Regions from separate parts of the Triticum aestivum genome. Here region 2 is linked to region 1. A link is a contact called in public Hi-C data. All regions are on one chromosome and are shown on one strand. The core of a region is the stretch at or near the end of the contact, and the rest is flanking DNA. Distances in the headings are between cores, read along the strand shown.

Region 1 (4,738 bases), core at 967-3,466:
TTGCCATGCAATATACATTTGCTGCTTACGGGTTTCTGCTAAAGTATATGATTGAGATAATAATGTTTTGGTCATGTAACGAACCACTAGTGTTTGTTTTGCACTTGGGTGCTCATGCACTACTGAACTTTCTGCCAGGAATCGATATCGAGTTGCTGCCCTAGATTCTTATTTATGTTGATCCTTAAATTATGTCTCTTTCTACTTGTTTCCCTGTAAATATTCCCTATTTTACCAGCAATTTTTGAAGGACTGATGGGTGATGGCCTTAGATTGCTTTTTGTGGGAATTCTCCACTGATGCTCGTATGATGGATGTGGACATTGAAGTTTGTTCCTGGAATTTCTTCTTATAATAAAGTGTAGTGGTCTTGTCTATTCTGCAATGTTCCTTTGGAACAACCTATGAAGAAAATTTTAGGCCAACTTTACTTGGGTTTTAGAGCAATTCTGTAGGAATTCTAAAGGATAGGATTTTTTTTTTTGCAGCACTTAAGTTTGTAGGAATGATTCCTATTCCTATGTAGGATAGGAACAAATCCTTCATATTTCAAAGGAAAAAAGGACAATAGTCTAGAACCAAATTAAAAATTCATATCTTATGAATCAAGCGACATCTCTTTAATACTATAGGCAATTGAGATACTCCGAGAACTAAAGTGATCTCACTTTTCCTATTCCTCCAAAGAGGAATTAAGCTGAAAAACAGAAGTGTAGGACTCGCAACATTTGGCTATCGCATTGTCATTTGTGCCCCTCATTATTGTTTATAACTCAGGTCTTGAGAGATAAACCCTCCAGCCTTTGCTAGTTGAAAGTCTTATCACGAGCTTAATCCTACGAAGAAGCTATCCAGATTGGCGAAGTACTCCCTCCGTAAACAAATATAAAAGCGTTTACATTACTTGTTTGTTTACGGAGGGAGTACTAGTTGAGAATATTTCATGACAAACACAGATACAGCAAGGGAAGGCAAAATTCCCCTGAAGAAAGCAGCTTTCAACCAAGGATTTCCTGACGTCGGCGCCCAATGCCCCCGGCCGGGCGTCCCTCAGCCTGAAGACGCTCTCCACCACTGAGAGCTCGGTGGCCGTGGTGTCGGAACCGCAGAAGGCCGCCCAGTCGTTGACCACCATGCCGGCCGCGATGCCATCGCTCCCCCGGTTGACGGTGCCGGCGACGAGGGGCACCTGCAGCAGCGTCGACAGCTCGTCCAGGTCCTCCACCGACGTCTGCGGGTGAACCTACACACACGCACAGTCAGGTCGACGAGTTTCAGAAATCAAGCAGTGAGGTTGAATCGTAGGTAGGGTGTGATGAGGAGCGTAGCGTACAAGTCCCCCTTTGTTGGAGAAGGCGCAGGAGCTGCCGACCAGGATGCTCCCTGCGATGGTCTGCCTGAACACCTCCACCCCAAGAACGTCCGAGATGATCTCCTCGGTTTCCTTGGTGAGATCTGGTTTTGTGAGAGCCACGTGGTCGTTGCAGGCAATGCAGTTGCCGAGGGCGGAGAGCCGCTCGTCGACACGCTGGACGACCACCTCATCAGGCAGGCTATTCTTGAGGTGCTGGAGCTCTGTGGCAGGCAGGCATTTGAAACCCATGTCAGGTCACTGCTGACTCACTCACTGGACAAGGAAGGACCTTCCTTTCTTACCTTGGTCGTTAGTGGTGTGTGGTAGAAGAAGGCCCTTCTTGTTGCCCACGCACAATGTCCTGAGGATCCTCATGCCGCCGATGGATGCCTTGACCACCGGGACGGTGTCGGCGAGCTCGGCCTCAAACACACTGCAACCACAAGACAACGAGAGGACCAATTAGAAGACAAGAAGCCACCAGGGGTCGCGATTAACCAACCTGGTGAAATTCTCCGCCCCACCGGCCGGGACGAGGCAGTAGGCGTTGGTGAGCCTCGCGAACACCCCGACCTCGCACGAGTTCTCAAACTGAGAGACACCAAACCAAACCAAAGCATCATCGCATCGATCAATTTTTTTTTTAAGAAAAAGAGGAAATCTGATCAAGGCAGGCTGGATCGGAGGGGGACTTACGGGACGCCATTGTCGGACGAGCTCACGAAAACCTCTGCCGCCGGTGAGTAGGGTAGGGTTTAGCGGGCGGGCGGGGTTAGGCAGGCTCGATGAGGTGCGCGCAGTTGGTCAAGAACTCAATATATTTGGGTGATGGAGGTGAACTCCTCTTATAATACGCATCGCAGTCTGCACGTGCCGTGGTTACGTTCTCTCCAAGTTTATGCCCACCACGGATCTGCTCTTGGCTTTTGCTTTGCTTCAGTCGTTTTGGGTTTACGTTGGCGCCACGCTTCTCTCGCGCTGCCAGCCGCAGCGGCTCCTGGAGGTCAAATCCAATATAGGCAGCTCGTGTCATCCCCGTGGTGACAAAAGAAAAGGAAAATGTTGTCTTGCTGACGTTCTCCAGGAGGCTGGTGCTGACGAACTACCTTCTAACCGTGACCACCGATTCCTCGCCCCTTGCTGACGATATTTTTTGCCGCGGCCGACGATGTGGAAGCATCTTTTTTTGCTAGAACCGCCGACAATATTTTCTGGGACCGGCTAATTTTGTGGAGCGACCGGCGACTTTTGGAGATTTTCTTTCCTGAAATTTGTTTTTTGCTGGGAGACGGTCGTGCAAAGCCGACGACAACGAGTGAGGGCCGGTGATGGTAGTGTTGCTACTGGTGATGGAGGGGGGGGGGGGGGGGGGGTAGGAAAGGCGACGAGGTTTGCTACGCGCTAGATGGTGAGCCGCCAGATCCTCGCCTATGGTCCAAGGCCCCAAACGGGCTGGCAAGCGACCACTCTCGCGGGTGAGGGAATCTTTTTGTTCTCTTCTTTTCTGCTTTTTTTCACCATGTCGGCCTCTCTGGTGGCCACCTGTTGAATGTTGGGCCGGTCGACTAAATAATACCCTTAGTGCAACGTGTGGGCCTCTTTGGTGGCGTATCCCTCCTAAGTCGTGACTCCTCATGGTTAACTACTGTTTTTCCGCAAGAGTTATATCTCACTTATAGCGAGAGAGAAGCTGCTCTCGCGTCAGGCACAACACGCGCCGGCCGGCATATTAGTGTAGGACTCGCTCACTATATGTTCGCTCTGCTCTGGTTTTCTCCCATTTTTAATTTTTAATTTTTCTTTTATTTTTTTATATTTTAACCATTTTTTCTTTTCCCTTTTCTTCGTTATAATTCCAGTTTTCTTTATATTACACTTGTTTTCTTTGCTTTTCATGGTTTTCACTTGTTTTTATTTTCTTTTCTTTTATTCTTTGTTTTTCTTTTGGTTTTATTTTCTTTTCTCTGTTTTCATTGTTTTGTTTCTTTTATCTTTCTTCGGTTTCATTTATTTTCTCTGGTTTTTGTATTTATCTTCTTTTTCACCAATTTATTTGGTTTTCTTCGGGTTTTTTATTTATTTCTTTTTCTGTGCATTTCTTTATGGTTTTCACTAGTTTAAAAACCTTTTTGATTGTCATTTTTTTGTTTTCTATGTGTTGTTTGTATCTTTTTTCTTGGTTTTTAATACATGTTAAACATTTTAAAAGTACCCAGCTAATTTTTTTAAATAAATATTTTTGATGTATGTATTTTTCGTATACATCAACAACATGTTTTTATACAAGTTTAGTTCTTTTAGTTTACTTGATATTTTTTTAAATATATGTGTTTGATGACTACTTTTTTTTTTCATATTCATACATTTTGTGTCTACATCAGGAATGTTTAAATACATGATTAACATTTATTTTTGCAAATTTATGTTTGACAACTACTTTTTTCATGCAGATTGTATATTTTCCTTATACACCGGGATTTTTTTAATATAAGTTCAATTTTTTTGAAATATATGATTAAATTTTTTCATTACACGATCACCATTTTTCAAAAGTTTATGTTTTGTTGTTCAATTTTTTAATACACGTTTCAAATTTTCCATATACATAAGGAACATTTTTTATACACTTTTAATATTTTTAAATAGATGATTAACATTTTGTTCAAATATTTGATGACTAATTTTTTCATATACATTGTACATTTTTTGTATATATCAGGTACATTTTTAATACCTTTTTAACTTTTTTATATGCAATCAATTTTTTTATAGAACTAACAAAACAATAAAAGACATTTTTTTTGTGGGCATAAAAGATTCAACTTCATATAGACTTAACAGAAAAACCAAATAAGAGAGGCGCTTGCCCCATCAGGATTGGATCCCGCCGCCACTGCGACCCACATGTGTTCACTGAAAAAAGAGCAGTGCAGTTTTTATAAGCTCGTGGCAGGCCGCCTGGGCCTGGCCATGGACACGGCGCTGCGCGGGCGAGCTTTTGGTTCTACCTCGTTTTTCTACTGCCCGTTTATCCTGATTCCTTGTGCGCTTCTATCCTACGTGCATAATATTACCCAGATGATGATCTGTTAAATGCAAAGTTAAAAAAAGACTCTTCCTTCACATGGCAAAGTATAATGGTAGGCACAAATACACTGAAACGTGGCTACATTTGGCGAGTGGGGAACGAACACAACATCAATATCTGGGAAGATACCTGGATCCCAAACAATGCAACTAGGAAAATTGTAACGCCTAACGGAGGGAACATGATAACTAAGGTAGGTGATCTCATTGATCCTGCTTCTAATACTTGGGATGAAGACCTGATTGAACAAACTATGTGGTCAATCGATGTACAAAGGATTCTTTTAGTTCCCCTAC
Region 2 (4,738 bases), core at 1,320-3,819, 450 kb after region 1:
GTTCAAATCTCATCTGAAGTGGACTCACTTTCCAACATATGTAGTTATTTTTGTCGCACTCCACAAAAAGATCAAATTGTTGGTCTCGTCCAATGAGGAGCATCATCGAAACCAACATGATCAACTATATTTTGTCCCACCATCCGCTTTCTGGAGAAACCCCCGGGGGTAGGGTGCTATATTTGGTTTCCTGGCATGCTGGTGGGTGATCTACTAGGCTACTTCATAAAGTAAATGGTGTTGTCTTCTATTTGTGCTTAGATGAGTATACTTTGTTTTTGCAAACAGGGATACATGATTCACCTCATTGCCATTGTGATCTTTATGTGTACTACTAGATAAAACACTCTTTTTTAGAAGAGTGTTGTGTACAGTGAGACAGAAATGTCATGACGATGACGTTTCCTGATTCTTGCCACACTATACAAAAGGATCTAGTCTTCACGTCATTAGTTGGTACAATCATGCCAACTATTGATCCAAAATTGCTCTTTGGTGGTTGTGAAGCTGGGGCTGCACTACCAGCAGTAATTCTGTTGGAATGCTAGCAATACAAGCTTTTGCTACCACTCCAAAATCTACATCACTGATTGGTCAGTATACAATGGGCGGTCAGTGACAGGTCTCTTGCTCGAGCCCTTTTGTTAAGTAGTACTGACCAGCCGTCAGGTCAGTGATGAGCCTTATCGCAGATGAGTCTGGTGGACCGTCAGTGACGAAAGTATCATCATGAACCCTGAGTCACTGACGGGCCACTCGGGCGTCAGTGATGATACTATTTGGCCGGTCAGTGTTGTTTAGATCTGTAGTAGTGTATTCAGCAACAACTTCTTCGAGCTCGACAGCGAATGAAGAGCCAGGCAGATAAAATGCATGGTGAGGGTTCCTTACAAGTGGGGGAAGATGCTTATTTAAAGTTGCGACCATATGTTCAAACTTATATTGCACGACGCTCAAACCAGAAGTTGAGTTGCAAATTCTTTTGTCCTTGATAAATCATTCAAAAAATGGGTATTGTTGCCTACAAATTGCAGTTACCACAAGGCGGTCTTATTCATCCCATGGTCCATGTCTCCCTCTTGAAGAAAAGATATTCCTGCTCAAGCTACTCTTGAGGTGGATCTTCCCCGTTGCTTGTATATCAATGGAGGCAGATCTTTTGGTTCTTCACATTTTGGATACCAAGCAAATTCAAACGGATGCATTCCAGATCCGATCCGCTTGGCTATGTAATGGGAAAAGAGGCTACAATACAGATAAGAAGAAAAGTACTAAGTTTTAACTCCATTTCCCTCTCTTCGCGCTACTTTGTATCTTCAATCCTTCTTCTTTTCGAGTTGAACTGATCTAAACTATACTCGGTGTGTTGCCAGTGGTAGATCGTAGCAGCTCTTCAAAGATATGCGAGAAGGAGGAGGACTCACGGGAGAGGGCACTGACCTTGCGCCGCCATCGAGCTCTGTTGCACTCCGCTTCTCGTCTCGTCTCGCAGAGTTGTTCTTTTCCTTTCCCCACGAGGGCACGACGGGGTAAGCGGCGCGGGCCAAATACGTAGCAAAACCGAGGGATTTGGCTCCATATCGGAGAGTGGGGCGTGCATGTTGGCGTGGGGCATGCAATATCGGGCTTCAACTCCACGCCTGAATGTTGTAGCCAACCAAACAATGTTATTCAGTCTACCTGAATGCGGAAGTCCAATTCGAGCTCCTAATATCAACATCCAAACGGTGTGTCAGAGCCTAATGGTATGCCCCCAATCTGGTCGAGAATAAATTTCATCACTGCATTTATGTTGCGCAAAGTAACAGGTGAATCCTGGCGGTATCTGGCCTTTATCCGACAGAACCAAGGATCCTCGGTTGCGAGTGGGATCGAAGAATGGAGTACACGATGTTATGTCACAAAATGCTTACTATCATTTCTTAGGCCTCGTACAATGCAAGGTGCTTAGGAAAGTTACTTAAAGAAATAAACCAGTTTTTCTTAAGCACTGGTGCTTATTTTTAGAGGATAGACGCTTCATTAGTCATCACTCACGTAGAGATAAGCACCTATGCTTAATAAAAATTCGGTTTATTTTACTAAGCACCTTCCTAAACATTTTGCATTTTACAATGCCTTAAAATACAATCAAGTTCTGTATTAGCATAGTAGTGGCACAAACGTGTGTTGTACGACAAGACACGAGGTCATTTTCGGTCCTTTCCCTAGATCTCAAATAAGTAGGCAAAATCTGTGGAACACGTCGCCGTCCTTGCCTCCCCAAGTTGCCACAACTCAACATCCAAATCGCGAAAAATGTAAGGTCGAGATCCCTGACAAACCTGAAGCGCAGATGAAGAAACAAATGTGCGCACACACAATTCCTATCAACAAAAATCCTCTCCTAAACTTGGCCATGAATTCTCCATCCCCTCTCTCTCTCTCTCTCTCTCTCTCTCTCTCTCTCTCTCTCTCTCGGCCCCCGTGGAACACAAGAAACCTCTTATGATTAGCTCTAACAAACGCATGGCTCCCAATCAATTATTGGTGTCCCTCCCGGAGGGCGCCACGAAACAAGAGGCTTGGAGGCAAACAAGGAGAGAGATGACAACCGCCCGCGCGCGCGCACGCCAGAAACGAGTTCCACCCATAAATAGATACTCGTCTCCCTCCTCCGCCTGCGATCCTCCTCCCTGCCCCATTTCTCTCCTTCCTCCACCCACCCGGCTTTCGTTTCTTGGAAGCGAGAGGAGGGACGGGGAGGGAGAGGGGGCGGAGGGCGCCGGTGAGCTTTGCCAGGGAAGCTGCTTGCGTGGGGCTTTGCACGGCCGGGCCCCGCCCACGCTTCCCTCTTGCTCACTCACTCCCACCAACGCTCGCCTCTCACCTACTCTCTCTCTCTCTTATCTCCTTCCAAGATCCCTTTTTCCCTTTCGTCTTTGCTAGGACCATTCTTTGATCTTTCCTTGGCTCCAAATACTCCCGTTCCAGCTGCGGAGATCCCACCTCGGTTCCCTCCCGTCGGAGTAATCTTAGCTCGAATTTGACTTGTTTCTTGCTCTTCTTTTTTGTGGCTGCTCAGTTGGTGCGCGTCTCCGCTTCAATCCGAGAACAACCCCCGCTCGGCAACAAGTGTCCCCCTTCTTCTCCGGGCTTCGATTCGATCGAATCCCACCCAATATTTTTCTAACCCTTTCTGAAGTGGGTTCCATCGCCTAGCTTTCTCCGATCGGCCGGAGAAAGCAGCTGAGTTAGTGGTTGATGCGGCTGTGGTCGTAGAGGCGGCAGCATCTCATCTCTCTTTCTTCCACTGGGTCTGGGTCTGGGTGGCTTGCGTTGTTTATTTGCGAGGAGCACTGTGCAGTCGCAGTGCTCCACGGCTCGCTTCTTTGCCTCTCATCAATGCTTGCCCTGGTCGCCACCTTCGTCTTCTCCTGCCTCCTCTTCTTGTCCAAGCCATGCGCCCGTGACATGAGACTCTTCCTCGCTTCCATCTCCCAACAACTCGCGCTCTCGCTGCTCGGATTCTTGGCCGGCTACAGGCTGCTCGGCGGCGTCGCCTCCACGGCCGCGGACGCCATGCCCCTCATGCCTTCCTTCAAGAGGAAGCGCCCGGCCGCCAAGCTGGAGACTACGGATACGACCGGCGAGCCGTCGGTGCTCGACCTCCCGGAGCTGGCCATCGACTGCATTCTCGCCAAGCTGCCGCCGGCGGAGCTGCGGAACATGGCCGCCGTCAGCCGGTCCATGCGGGAAAGGTGCAGGAGCGACCACCTCTGGGAGCGCCACATGTCCGACAAGTGGGGTTCTGTCCTGGGTACCGCCGCGAGGGACGAGTGGAGGTCGTATCTGTCCTCGTCGACCGCGGCCGGCGGCGGCGCGTCGGGGTGCGGGTCTGCTGGCAGCGGCAAGCACCGGAGGTGGCTTGCCGCGCTGTCCTGCGTCTGCCCGGTGGTGTCCTGGATGCGGCCTAGGGCCGACGGCGGCGCCGGCACGTCCGCGGGCCCTGTGCTGGATGATTCCATCATGTCGTGGTATCTCCACCTGGAGAGCGGCAAGTTCTGGTTCCCCGCACAGGTCTACAACCGAGAGGTACAATAATCTTCATGCTTGAGCAGAGCAGTTGCTATGATTTCATTTCACTTATTGTAAAGCATGCAATTAAGTATGCTTTGTTAATTGTCAGTTGGTCATCCAGTGCCAATTATTAGACTGTTAGGGATGAATTATTAGAAGCAAGCTGTAGAGTAATCATTTAAGCTTACACCTTAATTTGGTTGGGTGGATTTGCTTCTCTGGTTTCCAGTTGAGTTGTTCATGTTCCTCTGAGCTCCTGTCTTCTTTTAGTTTTCAACTAACGATATTTCTGTTTCGTTTGACAAAGAAATCCTGAGACTTTCATGTTTGTTTTGCAGCATGGGCATGTTGGGTTCATGATGTCATGCTATGATGCAGAGCTCAGCTATGATTTCCGCACTGACACGTTCCACGCAAGGTACTAAGTTCTGTATGATTTTAAGCATAAACTGTGAACGTGCTACATGGTTTCTAGGCACACAACTAGTGGAGATGATTCATACCTCTCTCTTCCTTTTTTTTTTGTATCTTCAAGTTCTCTATCTGAGATAACTCAAAATAGAAAGCATTTGACGTGCCAGGTATCCACCACACGGGCGACGAACTGTAGTCTTGGAAGATGGCGTGCAATGGGACAGGATCAGGGCACCTCGGGTCGAAACTCTTGCACATGACCTGC

What was found. Hi-C and Micro-C count contacts between places; a contact is called where the count stands out from the background.
Region 2: a contact with region 1 is called in a Hi-C map of leaf, with 5 times the contacts expected there. The contact joins the promoter of LOC123078208 here to the promoter of LOC123078207 in region 1. A contact is called at or near these places in 2 of 5 Hi-C or Micro-C datasets (both in leaf).

The regions. Positions count from the first base shown.
Region 1 is chr3D:188,916,528-188,921,265 of IWGSC CS RefSeq v2.1, forward strand. LOC123078207 (eukaryotic translation initiation factor 6-2) reads right to left here and starts at 2,217. Exons shown (of 5, transcript XM_044500626.1): 1 at 2,051-2,217; 2 at 1,853-1,945; 3 at 1,657-1,787; 4 at 1,334-1,575; 5 at 581-1,243. The coding sequence starts at 1,729. The coding sequence ends at 896. LOC123078206 (pentatricopeptide repeat-containing protein At1g80270, mitochondrial) reads left to right here. Exons shown (of 3, transcript XM_044500623.1): 3 at 1-163.
Region 2 is chr3D:189,368,517-189,373,254 of IWGSC CS RefSeq v2.1, forward strand. LOC123078208 (F-box protein At2g32560) reads left to right here and starts at 2,570. Exons shown (of 5, transcript XM_044500627.1): 1 at 2,570-4,074; 2 at 4,398-4,477; 3 at 4,641-4,738. The coding sequence starts at 3,385.